6 separate regions of the Mus musculus genome follow, and regions 1, 2, 4, 5 and 6 are each linked to region 3. The links are chromatin contacts, called in public ChIA-PET and promoter capture Hi-C maps. All regions are on one chromosome and are shown on one strand. The core of a region is the stretch at or near the end of the contact, and the rest is flanking DNA. Distances in the headings are between cores, read along the strand shown. Region 1 holds the start of Mtfmt (mitochondrial methionyl-tRNA formyltransferase). Region 2 holds the start of Uchl4 (ubiquitin carboxyl-terminal esterase L4). Region 3 holds the start of Dennd4a (DENN/MADD domain containing 4A). Region 4 holds the start of Smad6 (SMAD family member 6). Region 5 holds the start of Pdcd7 (programmed cell death 7). Region 6 holds the start of Oaz2 (ornithine decarboxylase antizyme 2).

Region 1 (2,700 bases), core at 43-2,542, 620 kb after region 3:
GAGCCGTCTCTCCAGCTCCAGTAGGTCACACCTTCAGTCGGTATTCAAAAGACAGCACCTTGAGTGTCAGAATCATGTTCCACTTCCCCTAAGTTAGGATTCTGGGACTGACTTGATCAGAGGAGGATACGGCTTGGCATCACATCTCATTTCCCTCATATGGTCAGATGCACCGGCTAGCAGCATCATAATCTTTGCCTCTCTTTTCTACTTAGCCCAAGGAATTTGCCGCTCTCTGGGCACACATTGGCCAACTTTCCACAACTATGGCAAACAAAGCCGCTCTCAGTTTTGAGGGGACACATGGAGAAAAAAATTATTGAATCTGTGAGGTAGGAGTTCAAGGCCTCAGGGAGGGTGTTGTCTTAGCACTGAAAAATGGATACCATTTAGTGAGGAAGAGAGGAAATGTGAGGTGGATGGAACGCTCAAGGGCACAGAAGCAGGGATCCTCAAAACTAAATGAAAGACTGCTCCAGGGCCTCTGGCTTTCAGGCCATGTGACAGGAATTAGATGAGAGAGGAACCTGATGCTGCTCTATAGCCAGAGCCAGCGTCACAAGCATGACCCATGTTAAGGACCCCAGTGTACCTTGGAAACACATATCTATCTGCACACCATGGTCTTCAGAGGTCTTCAGCAGATAGCCCTCACCCCTCCGTTTCCCTACAGTCTCCCTATGGCATCCCACATGGGAGGCCTGAGAATCTAAGAGTCTTGGATTCCTGAAGTGACTTCAGACAGGTGAGCAAACCTTAGTTTCATTGGGTGTGGAAATCCTGAGTTGCTTAGTAGTTAAGATTGCTGTTCAGGTCGAATGGTTAGGATCATGGCTTTGGAGCTGGAGGGACAGGACCCCTCGTTGCAGAGATGGCTCAGCAGTTAAGAGCACTGGCTTCCCTTCCATAGGACCCAGGTTCAATTCCCAGGCCCATGTGGCAGCTCAGAACTGTCTCGAGTTGTAGGGGATTCCACACTCTTACACAGACATGCATGCAGGCAAAGCACCAAAGCACGTAAAACAAAAATAAATTAAAAAAAAATTTGTAAAGTTTTAAAAAATAGTTTCTTTTAAAGGTTTGTTTTATTCATATGAGTGTCTTGCTTGTGTGTATATATCTGCAGTGTTCTTTGAAGAGCTTGGCTGAATAATACACATCAAAGTCCCCTCAAATTTCTTCCTTAGTGGTTCTTCAGTTGAGCCACGCCTCCAAAGCGGCAGGCCCCGCCTTGTCGTCTGCGCGTGCTTGGGCCTTTGAGCTCTTTGCTCCGCCCCCCACCATGGGCACGCATGCGCATGGTGGGCCGCTGCGGGCCGAGGTGATGCTCCTTCCGCGGTGCTGCTGGGGTCGGTGGCTGATGGGAAGGAGGCCACGCTGTTCCTGTCAAGCACCTGCCGGGTTCGACGGGAAGGACGGCCGAGGTTCCCGAGTCCGCGAGAAGCCGCCTTGGCGGGTGCTGTTCCTCGGCACCGACCACTTTGCCCGGGAAACGCTGCGGGCGCTGCACGCCGCCAGGTACCGGGGCAGGGTCCCACGCCGAGCCGCGGTGGCGACCCCAGGGCAGCGAGGTCCCGGGAAGGCGCCCTGTTGGGTCCCGGCCGGCAGAGCTCCTGTGGCTCCTGCAGCATCTGCCAGCAGACCCTCCATCTCCCCGAGCCTGGGAACCGGTACCTGGAGAGGCCCGGCCAGTACCCAGGGTCGTGGGCGGAGCCGGTTAGCTGAAAAGGGCTGTGACTCCAAAGTTCGTCCCTTCCTGGTGTTGGTGGCCTCCGTTTCCTTGCCCTTTTACACGCCTGTGTTTTCAAATGAATACATTTCTAAGTTAGAACAGTTTCATATACATATAATATTTATGCGATTTAACTAACCTTGTCTACTAGGAAGAAAGTTATTTGTAATTCACCCTTTCCTGAAAGGCTGCTGTGTCTACCGCCCCACTTCCCTGGAAGGATATTTGGTTATTTATCGGTCCCTGGTTTCCAGGCACTTATCTCGCCTCCATCCCTGCCTTCCTACAAACACTTTTCTTTTTAAATAAGATTTTTACTTTGAGATTTTATTTGTATGTGTGTGTGTCTATGAGCATGTACGTGTTGGTGCCTGTGGAGGCCTAAAGTGAGTGTCCCATTCCCTGGAGCTGGAGTGACAGGCCCTTGTGAGCTACACCCTGTGGATGCTGTAAGAAGAGAGCTGACTTCTGAAAGTTTTCCTCTCATTTCCACACACATGCTGTAGCATACGCCTGCACACACGCACACAGTAATAATAGCACATGCCCACACCATGCACACAATAATAATAATAAAAGACAATTTAATTTTTAAATTATTAAATTTAAACCCTGTGTGTTGGTTGCAAAAAATCTTAATTATTTTAGCTCTAAATGTACTATGGGTTTAATCATAAAAATAGCTTTGCTGTGCATGAAATAGTTTAGCTTTGGGCTGTTGCCCTGACACTGTCAAATTTTTTTTCCCCCAATCTTTCTGATTCAGAGACGGCAAAGAGGAAAAGTTAATTGAGAAACTGGAGGTTGTCACAGTGCCTTCGCTATCCCCCAAAGGACTACCTGTGAAGCAATATGCTATTCAGTCTCAGCTCCCGGTGTACGAGTGGCCCGACGTGGGATCTGGAGAATATGATGTTGGGGTAGTGGCTTCCTTTGGCCGGCTTTTGAGTGAGGCTCTTATTCTTAAA
Region 2 (2,704 bases), core at 113-2,612, 580 kb before region 3:
TTTGGAAGACAGATGGTTAGCAGCTGCAAGTTCAATTACAAAGTGCCTGGAAGGAAGGCAAAGAAGGAAGCAAAGGGATCCAAGGGCCGCTTCATATATTAAGCGTGGAATTCCTTTCCAACAAACATCTTTTATTTCCTTGGGGGAAGCCAACTCGGATATACCCTTTGAACTTGAGAGAAAAGCTTCAGAAGAAAGAATCTAGCAACAGAGAGACGGAGTGAAGCTGGAGGCACAGAAAAAAAAAAATCACTACTTCTAAATTCTACGGTTTGTGTTTTAAGGAAAGACAGAGGGCACGGGAGACTCCACTGTGCAGCCAGGCTAAGAGCCTGGATCAACTGTGTTCTTTGGTTGAATGAGTTGCCTCTTTTCTCATCCTTCATTTTGTCCTTTGCAAAGCAAAAGGGCAAGAATTAACTAAAGGACAAGATGGTTGACTTCTAGACCAGTACTCACAGACATTATACAATGACAGAAATAGTCTACATGTATGCTGCCCAAAACAGTTGCCACAGTGGCCAATAAGGCTTTTAAAGGTAACTAGTATGGCTGAGAAACTGGTATTTAAACTGTACTGAATTTTAGTTAATTTAGATATAAATAGCTATATGTGGGTAATGTCTAGTTTAGAAAAGTACAACACTACAAAATCCTCCTGCATTTTACACAGTGGGGTGGGGAATGATGTTAGCCGAGGCCTGACCTAGGCTCTAACCTAGATCCACAGCTTACCAGTTATACAACCCTATGAAACTACTAAGCTTCCCTGAGCTTCACATCGCCAACTGGTACAATGGACTCTGGTAACCGTTCTTGTAGAATATCCGTGACTACAGAGACCAGAAAGCCCTCAGTGAATGCCAGCTGTTTCTCCAGTTCCTCTTTAGTCTTTGGACTCCATCCTACTAGTCTTCTTGCACACATCCATTTTTATTACCTTGAAGACTAAAGCAAGCCTTAGTCCCCATGGGCAGCCCTGTCTATCAGGAAAGCAACTTGCCCAGGAGTTGTCTCAGGTCCCCAGCAGTGGGCAAGCCTCTGGTGATGGAAGGGTCGGTGCCTCCGGAACCACTGATTTCCGCTCACCCTCCATCCCCTCTGCCTCACATGATCACCAGCAATTTACACTCCTCCTGTGACTGGAGAGCAAGCTGAAACATAACTCACCAAAACACCTGTCACTTGTTTCTGGTACTTTTCCAACTCTTTCCCCTTATCTTTCCCTGCTAAAGATGGTAAGGCTTTTTAATATGAAAATGGCTTAGATTTTTTTTTTTAATTACCACACTCAGAAATAGGGATGCAACAAATTCCATTTATGGTTAACCCAGGAGTTATTTAGTTACCAATATTAAACAAGGCAAGGTCAGAGCTGGAGAGAGGCCGACGGAGCAGTCATGGAGGGTCAACGCTGGCTGCCACTGGAGGCCAACCCTGAGGTCACCAACCAGTTTCTCAAGCAATTAGGCCTGCATCCTAACTGGCAGTTTGTTGATGTGTACGGGATGGAGTCTGAACTTCTTAGCATCATACCAAGACCAGTGTGCGCAGTGTTACTCCTCTTCCCTATCACAGAAAAGTATGAAGTCTTCAGAACAGAAGAGGAAGAAAAGATAAAATCTCAAGGACAAGATGTGACATCATCAGTATATTTTATGAAACAAACCATCAGCAATGCCTGTGGAACGATTGGAACGATTGGACTAATCCATGCCATTGCAAACAACAAAGACAAGGTGCACTTTGAATCAGGGTCAACATTGAAAAAGTTCCTGGAGGAGTCTGTATCAATGAGCCCTGAAGAGAGAGCCAAATACCTGGAGAACTATGACGCTATTCGAGTTACTCATGAAACCAGTGCACATGAAGGTCAGACTGAGGCACCAAGTATAGATGAAAAAGTAGATCTTCATTTTATTGCGTTAGTACATGTAGATGGGCATCTCTATGAATTAGATGGATGGAAACCATTTCCAATTAACCATGGGAAAACTAGCGATGAGACGTTGTTAGAGGATGTCATAAAAGTTTGCAAGAAGTTCATGGAACGTGACCCTGATGAGTTAAGATTTAATGCAATTGCTCTCTCGGCAGCATAGCATCTTGACAGAAACACCAAATACTGTATTATTTGCAACAAAAGTTAAATTTCTGATGCCATAACTAACTCAAAATTTTTAATATTTTCATTAACTTGACTAATTAAACTTTATGTGGAAACAAACAAACAAACAAACAAGGCAAAAGAAACTGTTGTAGAAGGAATGTTCTAGTACAAGAATAGCCCAGCAGTGGTGGTGTATACCTTTAATCCCAGTACTCAGGAGACAGAGGCAGGTGGCTCTCCAAGTTCTAGACTAGCCTGGTCTACAAAGCAAGTTCCAGGACAGCCAGCGCTGCATAGAGAAATCCTATCTCGAAAAACAAAAAATAAACAACAACAACAAACAAACAAAAAAGAATAATAATCTGCCAAAGTCTCTATGTTAATATACTATGATACGAAGCCCGGTCTTTCCTGAAACGTAGGCCTCGCCGTCCTTGGGGAAAGCAGCTTTCCTTGCCTTCAATGACTACATTTTTTAGTTTTACTTTTGTTACATTTATGTGTCTGTGGGTACACATGTGCCACTGAGCAAGAGTCAGGTCTCACCTTCCACCATGTGGCTCCCAGGGGCATCAGCAGGCAGGTGGCTTGAAT
Region 3 (2,737 bases), core at 165-2,664:
GGCGGGTTTCTGAGTTTGAGGCCAGTCTGGTCTACAGAGTGAGTTCCAGGACAGCCAGGACTGAACAGAGAAACCCTGTCCCGGAAAAGCAAAACAAAAAAAAAAAAAGGGGGGGGGGAGGGTGTGGGGATCAACAATGGTATTATTTAATAATTTTCAGTGAAATTAGTGTATTTTTATCTACACAATATAATGTGATGCCCACACATTTTTTAAACAATTTGAACTATATTTGGTGAACTCAGTGTTGAAGAGACTCAAACTTAGATTTAAAAAAAAAAAAACAAACCCTCTCAATCAGGTTCTCTGGTCCATATGTTGTCTAGAATATAAATATAGATGCCATTCTTCAAGTACCACTCACTGTTCCCAGCTGCTTTGTTCCCTACTTGCCATTCAGTGGCTTCGGCCTGCAGTTAGAATTAAGGATAGTCTTGTATTTCTAGGCCCTATACAACGGAGCTCTCAACTCCCTCTCTAATCTAATGGAAGGCTTCTCCAGGCAAAATACATTTCTCATCAACACAGATTCCTCGCAGTTCTAAAAGCCAAGCTCCTCCCTATTGCAGGTTCTCTGCATGATCTTTTTGCTTTACTCAATTCTCTGGGGCCTTTCTTCCATTACTGGCTTCTTCCTGCACTTCAGAGAGGCACAGCCTTGATCACTCTGGTTTCAAAAACCACCCTGTTATCTGCTACCTAGAATTCTTCCTAGAACTTTTATGTTTCTTCTCCAAGCATTAAATATATTTGGTTGTTGTTGTTGTTGTTGTTGTTGTTGAGCTTCTCCCACTAGACCTCAACTCCCTCAAAGCAGACCTTTTCTGGTTCCCTGACTGTTGTGTGTCAGCCCTGCTGGGTTTTCCAACAATATTGTCTGGATGAATGAGTCCAAGAGAAGGAGTGGAGGTATAAAATAAAACTGTAATCTCGGTTGGCAATAAAGATGAAGCCTGTTTTGCATAGATTAACTTCAACCTAGAGGAATTTTTTTTTAAAAGGTCCTATTTCTTCCTTCATTTGTTCATAGAATTCCAGCTAACATTATTCAATACTTTTTAGGCATACACTTTACATTTCTGAGTAACTCTGTAGAGGTAATCAACCTTTATTATCCACATTTTTCAAAGGCATCTTGCCAATAGCCATTAACAGTAGACCTGCAGTCTAGTTTAAGTAGGCCATATCCAATTAATCAATGTAATGGACACCCTTTCAATCAACAATAGCTGTTTTATCAACGCGCTTTTCAGAGAACCCCTCTGAATTCCCCCTTTTCCCTGACCTCTGTCTCGGGACTGAAAGCTACTGGTGGTTGCTAACCGCTTAGGGGGTTTTCTGCAGAATACCAGTGACTTTGGTGGGCGGATCTCAGCTCAGACCACTGCACCAAGCAGCAGTGCCGGGAAGGAAGAAGCAGGTCTGTTGGCCATAGCTGGATGCTTGTGAAAGAGGAAGGTACAGTGCGCCTTGTTCTTACTCGCCAGGGGCTCGGAATCTCCCAACCTGAAGGGGAACCACGACGCGTTTCCCCAGCTACACTCGCCGTCACCAGCCAGCCCGGCCCCACCCCGCCCACAGCCCCACCCAGCGGCCCGCCCACTTGCGGGACCCTTGTTAGTCCCCTCCCCCCACGACCCACCCCCTAGCTCGGCCCATTCCTGCCCCTCGGGTCAGATTCGGCCTGTGATTGGTTTTTGTTGCCATAGTCCCCGCCCCCATGTCTTTACCGTCACTCCCAAGATGGCGCCGGCCGCGGCGGGTTCGGCGGCTGGTGCTGAGGAAGGAGGCGGAGGCTTTGGCGACCGCGCGGGGAGGGGGAGTCCCGTCTGACTGAGACGGCTGGGCGGAGCGCCGGGCCGGGAGATGAGCTAAGCTGGCTGCAAGCGCCGCGACATTCAGCCCCCTCGTGTCCCGCCCGCCGCGCATGAGGGGATCAGACTCTGCATCTCAGGCTCTTCCCGGTGCTCGCGCGGGGGCCGGCGGGGAGGTGAGTGGCGGGGGCGGCGGCGTGGGCATCGGTGGCATAGGGAGCTGTCACGGCCCTGAGGAGGTGACTGGCAGGGGGACGCCGAGCCGGGTGATAGGACTTGGAGGGCCGCTAGGCGCGGGCAGCTGCTAGGAGGGGCTCTGGCCGTCCCGGAGGATGGCGAGATGCTGTCGATGGCGTTCGCGCGCCTCCGTGTGGGAACGAGCGCGGGACACCGGGGGGGTCCCTCCGGACTGGCCATTTGGTGCTGGCCTGGGGCTGTTGTTGTTGGGGTGATGGGGCGGGGGCGGACGGTGGGGAGGTCCTGAAGCTGGGATTTTGACAAGCTCGTTACGTAAGGTTGCTTCCCGGAATCCCACCTGCTCTGGGTTTCAAACCCGCGGCGGGGGCTGCTTTCCCGCGGCTGTTCAGTCCAGATGCCGGGGCCCGGCTGGGGCTCAGGTTCCACGTGAGCCCGGCCAGCGTCCAAGTTGACCAGTGTGTGTGTGTGTGTGTGTGTGTGTGTGTGTGTGTGTGTGTGTGTGTGTGTCTGTGCACACGCGCGCGCAATTCTTGGTCATCACCACTCCTTTTGAAGTTTATCTCTTTCTAGAGGGGAAAGACGAAGGAGGGGGCAGGGGGAGAAGGGGCAAAAAAGCTTGTGACCTAGAATTGGGTCGCAGCGACATCTCTTTTATGGTGCTTTTAAATGACAGGACGTAAAGGGAAACTTGGATGTTGCTGCTCCAGTGTGCTTTTCCTTCAGAC
Region 4 (2,819 bases), core at 40-2,539, 790 kb before region 3:
TGTGCGCCGGCGCCTGCCCGCGATCGCGGCGCCTCGCGGTCCCACCGCGTCCCGGGGCCGCCGCGGGGCTACCGAGCGGACTTCGGAGCGGCTGCAGCCTCCGCCCTCTCGTGCCCGCGGGGCAGGCTCAGCTCGGCTGCCCAGGCTCCCATCCTCGTCGACACCACCGCCGCCGCCGCTGCCTTCCTCCCGATCAGGGACCACACGACTTCGCCAAAGTCGCCGCACCAGCCCCGAACGTTTAGACCTGAACATACGATACCCTTTGGCGCCTGGGGTGGTGGGAGGGGAGGCGGTCTCCGGTTACCGGGGGTCCGTTCCCTCAACGAGGCGCCGGCTGAGCGGGCCGCAGCCCCACATGAAGCTCTGCCGCGGGGCGCCGTGCAGACCGCGCACAGCCTGTCGTCGAAGGGGCACCGCAGGGCTGCAACATGAGGGAGCTCGCGCCGGGCCAAGCCGGGCCGGGCCGGGCCGGGAACACGCGCGTGTTGAGCCTCAGTCCGCGAGGGACCAGCGGGCTACATGGATCACGATGGGCCGGGACCGCTCAACTCCAGCTGCTTTGGAGCCTTAGGGAAGCCACCAGCGAAACGATGCTAGAGACACCCTGCATGGGCCGGCGAGCCTTCAAAAGTTGCGCGGCTGGTACACGAGCACAAAGCGCTTGCGTCGTGCCCCCAAATGTGTCTGCACAACTCTGCCTTCAAAAGCCAAGCTATGCTACATGGGCTTTCCCTGCAGGATCCGAAACTAAGGCTTGTGGATAACTCCCATATCCCTGCAACAAAATAAAAATAGAAATAAAAGCAAAGCAAGAAAAAGGTCCCAAACAAAACTCAAAATGCTTGGATTTTGCACGCACGAAAAGCAATTCCGTCTCAGGTCCCGGGCGCTCGGTGCACTTGGGGCAAGTCTCTCCTGAACGCGGGTGTCAACACATGAGTGGAAGCCGGAAAAAAAAAATCCCAAAGAGCTGCTAGGAATCCTTAATTAAAAATGCAATCCACCGAAGCAGAGGTCGCAGCCCGCCCCACGCTGCGCTGGGTCGCTTCGGGCGCCGCGGCTGCCGAGGTCGCCCCCCCCCCCCTTCACCAAAGTGCCTCCTGGTGGCCCCGCGGTCCCAGCGAGGTTTGGCGAGGCAGCGCCCGGCGGCTCTTTCTCTGGACTCAGCTCCCTCGCTCGTTCCCCCTCTCGGCGCTCTCTCTCTTTTTTGTTCTCCTCAAACGCACACTGAGGGCCCCCGGAGGAGCGCCGCGGAGTCATTGGCTGCCTCCCATCATATGCCAGTCTAGACACTTTGGCGGCTCCGCGGCGCTGATTGTTGCGCAAACAAGGTTTCAAGTTTCTTAACTCTTAAAGGAGAACACGTCCCATTGCTGAGCCCGAGGCTCCGAGGGGGCTGGTTCCCGGGGCGGGCCGAACGCGGGCCCCCGCCCCTCGCCCGCCCCAGCACCCCCGCCCCGAGGCTGACAGTGCCCGCGACTCACTCTCAAGCTCACGTCGTGCCTTGGGCACGGATACCAGCCGTCCCGCACACGCGCTAACAAACACTCACACCCTGATGCCCAGCTCTGCTGGGTGAACCCACCGCGACCCGGACTCCGAGGCGGCCCTTTGCCTCTCTCTGGCTTGTGCCCAAACTTGCAAACGCGCATAGCACTTTAGAGTCAGTCCAAACCCCCAGCCTCAGCGCGGGCTAATAAAAATGGGCGTGTGTGTGCGCCTTCCTGCCCTCCGTCTCTGGGGAGTTGGGGGGCGGCGGCGAAGTTGGGATAGCGGGTTTCTTCCGTGTCCTATGAAGGCTCCACGCACCCCCTGCCCAAAATTAGGGGTCTCTCCGCCTAGGCTACACTGGGGGGCGGGTGATCGAGGGAGCTCCAGGATAGCCCGAGGTGGGGACTTGGACAGGGTGGGGTAGAGGCAGGAGTGCTCTTGGATGGCTCCTCCTGGTCGCCCCGGCTCTCCCTCCTGGCGTCCTAGGCTCCTCTCAAGGCCAGGCGCTTTCTTCTCCCTTCGAGGATTTACCTTATGCCCCTTCGAGAGTGATAGAGGGGCGTGCTTTCCCCAGTTATGTTTCACTATAAAAACGGGGGCAAGTTGGGGACAGACTTGGGGACCCGGCATGGGAAGGGTTAAGGCCGCTCCTGCCCTGGAGCCGGCGCGGCGGGGTACCTCCTCGGGCGTGCTTGCTAGTCCGAGGGTGGCAAAAGTTCAAGCTTGTAAAGTCAGGATTGGCCCCGCGCGGAGGGGAAAAAAGGCCTGGTTCCCCCTCCCCCTCCCGGGCGTGGCGCCGATTGGCCCAGCCGCAGGGCCGGCCCCGCCCTCCCCTGGCGCGCCGCGGCCCCACCCCCGGCGCAGCACCACGCCCCTTTCCGGGCAGGAGCGGGGCCCCGAGCTCAATGAAAGAAATTCCGCTACTCTCATTGGCCTGGGGCTTGACGCCGCACCCCGCGGGAGGCGGAGTGGGGAGGATGGGGCGCGGACTTGTGATCCCCTTTAGGATACCTGTGCTCTGGACTGCTGTAGCGAAGGTGGTGTGCAAGTCCAGGAACGGGTCTGGAAGTGCGCTGGGGGAAGGGTCGTGTGTGTAGGAAAGATACAGACTACTTCCCTGAGTCTTACCTGGAGCCAGGTACTCCAGTGCTGCAGGGCCGATTGTCACACCCACCCTTCACTATTTTGGCCAAGGTGAATATGAGTAGCTGTCCTGGCCTTGGTTTCTCAAGATTCTAGGAAATCCTTACTAATAAGTGCATACATCAAAAGTGGGCAAGAAGCGCCCACACAAACTTGTCTTTTAGCTTCCGTTCATCCCTGAA
Region 5 (2,700 bases), core at 55-2,554, 540 kb after region 3:
GTGCACACCAAATCGGGAATTGAGTGGGGGTTTCCCCACTAGGTTCTATCAATATGACATATGGACACTGTAACATCTATCTCTCCAAGACCACCTAGCTTCTCTTTGTGTTTCTGTGTTTTACACCCTGCATTCTTTCGACCCCCAGCAGACATACTGCAAATCACTAGTACCTGCTGCTTCCATCCTGTGTTCCTCTCATAACTTTTTGTTGTCTTTCAGATCTTAGCCGGAGCTTCAGACCGTGTCTCTAGTCCCTCTAGAACGTTAACAATCATCAGGATTTCTGAATTCAAGACTGAATTGGAGAGGCCAAACCTACTCCATCTTGGGACCAGCCTCCATCTTCAAGAAAAGAAAAAAGCAGAACTCAAGCTGCACCAAAATACCAGAAAGGACCCCATGGCTTGTCCTTGGCCAGAGTTAATCCCTAGCTACTTCCTAGCAACAGTTAATCAAAGATTAGTTTGATTGTTTCAGATGTACTTTCAAACTGTTTGTGATCAAATGCACGATTCAGGGCACCCAACTATTGGCTTATAGTCATTCTATTAGATGCTTGCCAGACTGGACAACCCCTCCCTCGCTTTGAAAGAACCTAGTGGGGAAACCCCCACTCAATTTCCATTCGGAGCGCACCCAAGAATCACGAACAGACAACCATCTTGATGTAAAAGCATGAGGTAGTTTAATGACGGAGCTCCGGGCCGACATATATCTCCCTCAGGAGACAGAGGTGTCGACCACATGGTGGAGCCATAATGGCAGAGCTCCGGTTCGAAACGTATCTCACACAGGAGACAGTGGTTTCGACTCTGACGCTTGGAAGCTAGGGATTTTTATAGAAAAGGGATGGGGCTGGGGGAGGAATTGGCGAGGTTTCACATGATTGGTTCATTTAAACATCAACAGACTGTCAGAAGGGCGGGAGATAGGGGGGCATGTCCTGGCCTGTTCTGCTATGTTCTCAGCCCCAGGTTTCAAAGCTCACAAACAACTCTTTGGGCTATTTGACATAAATTACATGAATCACATGTCTCAAGTTTTATTTCCTTTCAGCTTTTATTTTTCTATAAAAACTTGTTCTACTGAGGGTTCAGGGCTGCTCCGCCTTCTCTTTCTGTCCTGCTGTGTTAAGGTCGATTTGGAGGAGAGCCCGAGCCTGAGCCCGAAATAAACCCTAACATCGGAGACGGATCCTTGGTGGTTTGGGAAGGTTCAAGCTTCCTGGCACGACAAACCAAGGTCCTGCACTACGCCTCGCTTCCGGGAAGTGAGTCAAGCACCGGTCGCACGTTATACACGTCACTTCCTCCTGGAACCCGGATAAAGAAGTTCCCAGATTACTGTCACTGCTCCCAACCGCTGCACTACAGACATGGCTCTGCCACCTTTTTTCGCCCAGAGCCGTCAGGGACCTCCCCCTCCGCAGCCACCGCCTTCCGCTCCATTCGGCTGTCCGCCCCCGCCGCTGCCCTCTCCGGCTTTCCCGCCGCCCCTTCCCCAGCGACCCGGCCCCTTCCCGGGGGCTTCCGCCCCCTTCCTCCAGCCTCCGCTGGCCCTGCAGCCCCGCGCGCCAGCCGAGGCCTCCCGCGGCGGTGGCGGTGGCGGCGCCTTCTTCCCGGTGCCACCCCCACCGCTGCCGCCGCCGCCGCCGCAGTGCCGGCCCTTCCCGGGGCCCGACGCCGTCGAGCGTCCACGGCCACCGCCTCCAGGTCCCGGGCCGCCCTGGAGCCCGCGCTGGGCGGAGGCGCCGCCGCCGCCCGACGTGCTCGGAGACGCGGCCCTGCAGCGCCTGCGTGATCGGCAGTGGCTGGAGGCGGTGTTCGGGAACCCCCGGCGGCCCGGTGGCCTCCGGACCCCGCGCACACCCGCCGGGCCCAGCCTGGGTGAAGTCCGCGCGCGGTTGCGTTCCGCTTTGCGTTTGGTGCGGCGGCTACGCAGCTTGGGGCAGTCCCTGCGCGAGGCTGAGGCCGACGGAGCAGCCTGGGCCTCCCTGCACGCTCAGGCGGCGCCACTACGAGCGGAGCTAGCGGAGCGGCTGCAGCCGCTGGCCCAGGCCGCCTATGTGGGCGAGGCGCGACGGAGGCTGGAGAGGGTCCGGCGCCGCCGGCTGCGGCTTCGTGAGAGGGCCCGGGATCGGGAGGCTGAGCGGGAGGCGGAGGCCGCGCAGGCCACGGAACGGGAGCAGGAGATTGACCGCTGGAGGGTGAAGTGCGTGCAGGAAGTGGAGGAAAAGAAGCGGGTGAGAACCAGTATGCGCTCGGTGGTTGGAGCTGTGGTGTCTGGAACTCGAATCTGCGTGCTAGTTAACTTGTATGCTTATCCGCGAAAGCTAGCCTTTGCCACTTCTTTGCTCTGTATTCCTTGTTGACGATGTGTGGTGCATAAAACTCTAGAATTTGGACTATAAAGTCCCTTAAACACGCGACAGGTTTACACTGGTGCATTTCTGGGAGGACACACCTCTTGTGTCCTGCTTCAAAGTTGGATCCACTTACTGAAGATGCAGAGCAGTATCTTTTATACTGTCCTAAAGCATGCAAATGTAGAGGACTTGGACCACACCTAGAAACCTTTATAACATAATTGGCTGATGAGGTTGATAATAGTTCTCTCCCGGGTTCATTTGTTTTGGTTTGATACTATGAATACCAGTGTATCCGGTGGAGTGGGTCTGTCTGGATCAGGTGTTTCCAG
Region 6 (2,700 bases), core at 28-2,527, 870 kb after region 3:
GATTCCTGCCCATGCTAGAAGCACATAGTATGTAGCTATTTACTGAACTTTGACTAAATGAACGGATGATTTGAGGTGACCACTGTGGTCTGAGAGTGCATCCTCTCCCTTTCCCTCTGCCCCACCTCTCTCTCTCTCTCTCTCTCTCTCTCTCTCTCTCTCTCTCTCTCTCTCTCCCCTCCCTCCCCCACCCCCAAGATAGGGTCTCACCATGTTACACTAAGCAGCCTGGAACTTGTTGCCTGCGTACTACAAGCTGGCCTTCAACTCACAGAGCCTCACCTGCCCCTGCTTCCTGGGTGCTAAGATAGATAAAGGCTTACACAGTCTCTACTGACTGCAGTCTAAGTTGACTGCACAGGTTTGACAACTAGGGTTCTCCTGTGAGTGTGGCTGGGATTTGGGGGTGTGTGTACATTGCTGCCTGGCCTCTGTGATTAGAGGGCCAGGTAAGACAGTGGCAGTGCACTAGGTGCCTTGCATGATCGATTGAAGCAGCTTGCACCGATTGGCTGGAAGCCACTGTCATTGTACTATGAATTGAAGGAAAAGATCTGTGGGATTAGATTCACACTGGAAATGGTGCTACTCTATGAGGAGTATTCTTCTATTTCAGATTTTGTTTTGTTTAGTGACATGGGTTTACAAATACTATTCTCCGGTTTCGGTTTGGCCACACACCAAAAGCAGCAAGTGCCCAGTGTGGTGAGGCACACTATTTCCAGCACTTGGCAGGACAGGAAGTAAAGGAAGGAGGATGGGGGTTTCCAAGTCATCTTCCAGTGAGTCTGAGGCTAGCCTGAGCTACAAAGACTGTATCAAAAAACAAACAAAAGGCAGACATGAACGAGTGGAGAGGGCTCAGCGGATAAGAGCACCGGTTGGTCTTCAGAGGACTTGGGTTCAATTCCCAGCCTCTACATGGCAGGTCACACTGTCTGTAACTCCTGTGCCAGGGGATCTGACATCCTCATATAGAGATACATGCAGGCAAAACACCAATGTGTATAAAAAATAAACATACATAAATGATTAAGAAAGAACAAAAGCAGAAATGAAGACTGGCCTTAGCCAAGCAGAACCTGAGTTCCTGGCATCGAGAGAGACCTCTTTCCCCTCTTCTCCCTGGCTACCGCCCCTCTTCCCGAGATGATAGCTTGCCCTTAGTACGCCTGCGCCCAGGCGGGGCGGTGCTTCGCCCTTTGTTGTGGGCCCCAGTTTCCCAGGACACCAAGCGGCGCTGGGTGGGGCTATGCAGATGAGGTACTTGGGGGCGGGGCGGTTGCGCGGCGGCGGCCGGGGAGGGTCAGTTGGAGGCAGGCGCTCGCTGAGGCAAGAGGAGGGCACTCGGCCCGCGGCCTGACAGGGACTTAGCCCACAGAGACCGGCCCGCGCGCGCGACCCCACACCCACCCACTCGTCCACCTACCCACTCCCCGCGCCGCCTCCTCCCACCCTGAGCAGAGCCACCGAGGATGATAAACACCCAGGACAGGTAACGGCCCGGCGCAGGCTCCCCGCCCCCATCCTCCCTCCGCAGCTCCAGAGGCCTTCGCACCCCCCCCCACCCCCGCAGCCTGCCCCCAGCCCCCAGGGGGCTCCATCCGCTCCCACTGTTCCTCTCGCCATCCCAGCCACTGCCACCCGAGTCCTGAAATCGGGCCTCCTTCCGTCCTTTAGCCCCCTTCCTCCAGCCCTGCCCATCCCCCTCATCCGGGTTTTCTCCTCGCCCGGAGCCCCCCCCCCCCAAAAAAAAAAAAAAACCTGGACATAGCCAGTCAGTCGCTCCGTTTTCTTAAGCCCAGTGGGACGGTGCCCAGTCCCCCATACTGTGGGCTTTCTCCCACAGATTCCCCGAATTGGTTCTTATCTTCCCTAAATCTTTCTTACTCCTCCACAAGTCACTTAATCGCTTTAAATCCATTCTCTAGTGAAAATTGCTTCCCAGGCAGACTCCTCTCAGCCCTGCCTGGCTGTCCCCAAAGACAAGCTCTGTCCGGCAGTTCTCAACTCAACCCTTTCCCCCTCTTCCCACCTCCTTGGGATGTGCAGTCCCACTCTCTTCCCCACCCTTCTCCAGGTAGGCCCCATTTTCCTGTCTGGGAACCCCCACTCTTTATTTCTCTAACACTATGGAGTCCATTCCTGCCCTCCAGCCTGTTTTTCCAATGATGTTGCCAACACTCTTCTACACACTCTTACCCTTTAAACACTACAAAGTCTCAGTTGGTACTCATCTTACCGCCCCCCCCCTTCTTTAAAATCATTACAATGCCCAACTTAGTCTCTCCCCTTTCCTGGGAAGATCATTAAGTGCTACCCCCTTTTAAATTTCACTCCAGGGCCTCCAAAACCAGATCCTGGGCCTTTGGAAGTTACCTACCTCAAGACCCAATCCCTGTTTCCCCCAGGATTTGAAATGCATTATTCTTTTGAAATGGTGTGGGTTTCTTAACTTTCAACCAAAGTAGGCAGAAGTCATCCCTTTAGTTACCCTCCCTTTTTCCATGTCCTCAGATATCCCACATTTCTGTCCCAGACAGACGCTCTTCTCCAAAGCTATTCCAGAATTTTCTGATCCCTCAGGATTTGTAATGCCACTTGCTTATGTATTATCTTGGCTTTCATTAGCAATTCAGAAATGATTCCTTTGCCTTCCCCTGTAAGGCTCGGTGCTAAACCCTCCAAAACTTTTTTGAA

Evidence for each region. Promoter capture Hi-C pulls out the DNA fragments that hold promoters and counts their contacts. ChIA-PET counts read pairs in DNA pulled down with a chosen protein or histone mark.
Region 1: a promoter capture Hi-C map of erythroid cells shows a contact between it and region 3, with 6 times the contacts expected there. The contact joins the promoter of Mtfmt here to the promoter of Dennd4a in region 3. A contact is called at or near these places in 1 of 39 promoter capture datasets (erythroid cells) and 1 of 115 datasets of contacts at active chromatin or transcription factors (memory CD8 T cells).
Region 2: a promoter capture Hi-C map of second pharyngeal arch cranial neural crest shows a contact between it and region 3. The contact joins the promoter of Uchl4 here to the promoter of Dennd4a in region 3. A contact is called at or near these places in 11 of 39 promoter capture datasets (the HPC-7 cell line, cranial neural crest, frontonasal cranial neural crest and 7 more) and 3 of 115 datasets of contacts at active chromatin or transcription factors (forebrain, memory CD8 T cells and microglia).
Region 4: a contact with region 3 is called in a promoter capture Hi-C map of liver, with 4 times the contacts expected there. The contact joins the promoter of Smad6 here to the promoter of Dennd4a in region 3. A contact is called at or near these places in 3 of 39 promoter capture datasets (liver and pre-B cells) and 1 of 484 Hi-C or Micro-C datasets (embryonic stem cells).
Region 5: a contact with region 3 is called in an RNA polymerase II ChIA-PET map of memory CD8 T cells, with 19 read pairs. The contact joins the promoter of Pdcd7 here to the promoter of Dennd4a in region 3. A contact is called at or near these places in 2 of 39 promoter capture datasets (liver and pre-B cells) and 1 of 115 datasets of contacts at active chromatin or transcription factors (memory CD8 T cells).
Region 6: a contact with region 3 is called in an RNA polymerase II ChIA-PET map of memory CD8 T cells, with 8 read pairs. The contact joins the promoter of Oaz2 here to the promoter of Dennd4a in region 3. A contact is called at or near these places in 1 of 39 promoter capture datasets (erythroid cells) and 1 of 115 datasets of contacts at active chromatin or transcription factors (memory CD8 T cells).

Annotation. Positions count from the first base shown.
Region 1 is chr9:65,434,490-65,437,189 of GRCm38.p6, forward strand. It overlaps Mtfmt (mitochondrial methionyl-tRNA formyltransferase), which reads left to right and starts at 1,293. Exons shown (of 9, transcript NM_027134.3): 1 at 1,293-1,518; 2 at 2,499-2,700. The coding sequence starts at 1,325.
Region 2 is chr9:64,233,839-64,236,542 of GRCm38.p6, forward strand. Uchl4 (ubiquitin carboxyl-terminal esterase L4) reads left to right here and starts at 1,363. Exons shown (of 1, transcript NM_033607.1): 1 at 1,363-2,524. The coding sequence starts at 1,401. The coding sequence ends at 2,102. All of the region lies in intron 1 of Map2k1 (mitogen-activated protein kinase kinase 1), which reads right to left.
Region 3 is chr9:64,809,597-64,812,333 of GRCm38.p6, forward strand. Dennd4a (DENN/MADD domain containing 4A) reads left to right here and starts at 1,415. Exons shown (of 35, transcript NM_001162917.1): 1 at 1,415-1,424; 2 at 1,744-1,990. It overlaps Gm36459 (a long non-coding RNA gene), which reads right to left and starts at 1,819. Exons shown (of 3, transcript XR_379559.2): 1 at 1,731-1,819; 2 at 1,350-1,506.
Region 4 is chr9:64,020,770-64,023,588 of GRCm38.p6, forward strand. Smad6 (SMAD family member 6) reads right to left here and starts at 1,290. Exons shown (of 4, transcript NM_008542.3): 1 at 1-1,290. The coding sequence starts at 255.
Region 5 is chr9:65,344,764-65,347,463 of GRCm38.p6, forward strand. It overlaps Pdcd7 (programmed cell death 7), which reads left to right and starts at 1,305. Exons shown (of 5, transcript NM_016688.2): 1 at 1,305-2,245. The coding sequence starts at 1,379.
Region 6 is chr9:65,675,271-65,677,970 of GRCm38.p6, forward strand. Oaz2 (ornithine decarboxylase antizyme 2) reads left to right here and starts at 1,278. Exons shown (of 5, transcript NM_010952.3): 1 at 1,278-1,495. The coding sequence starts at 1,476.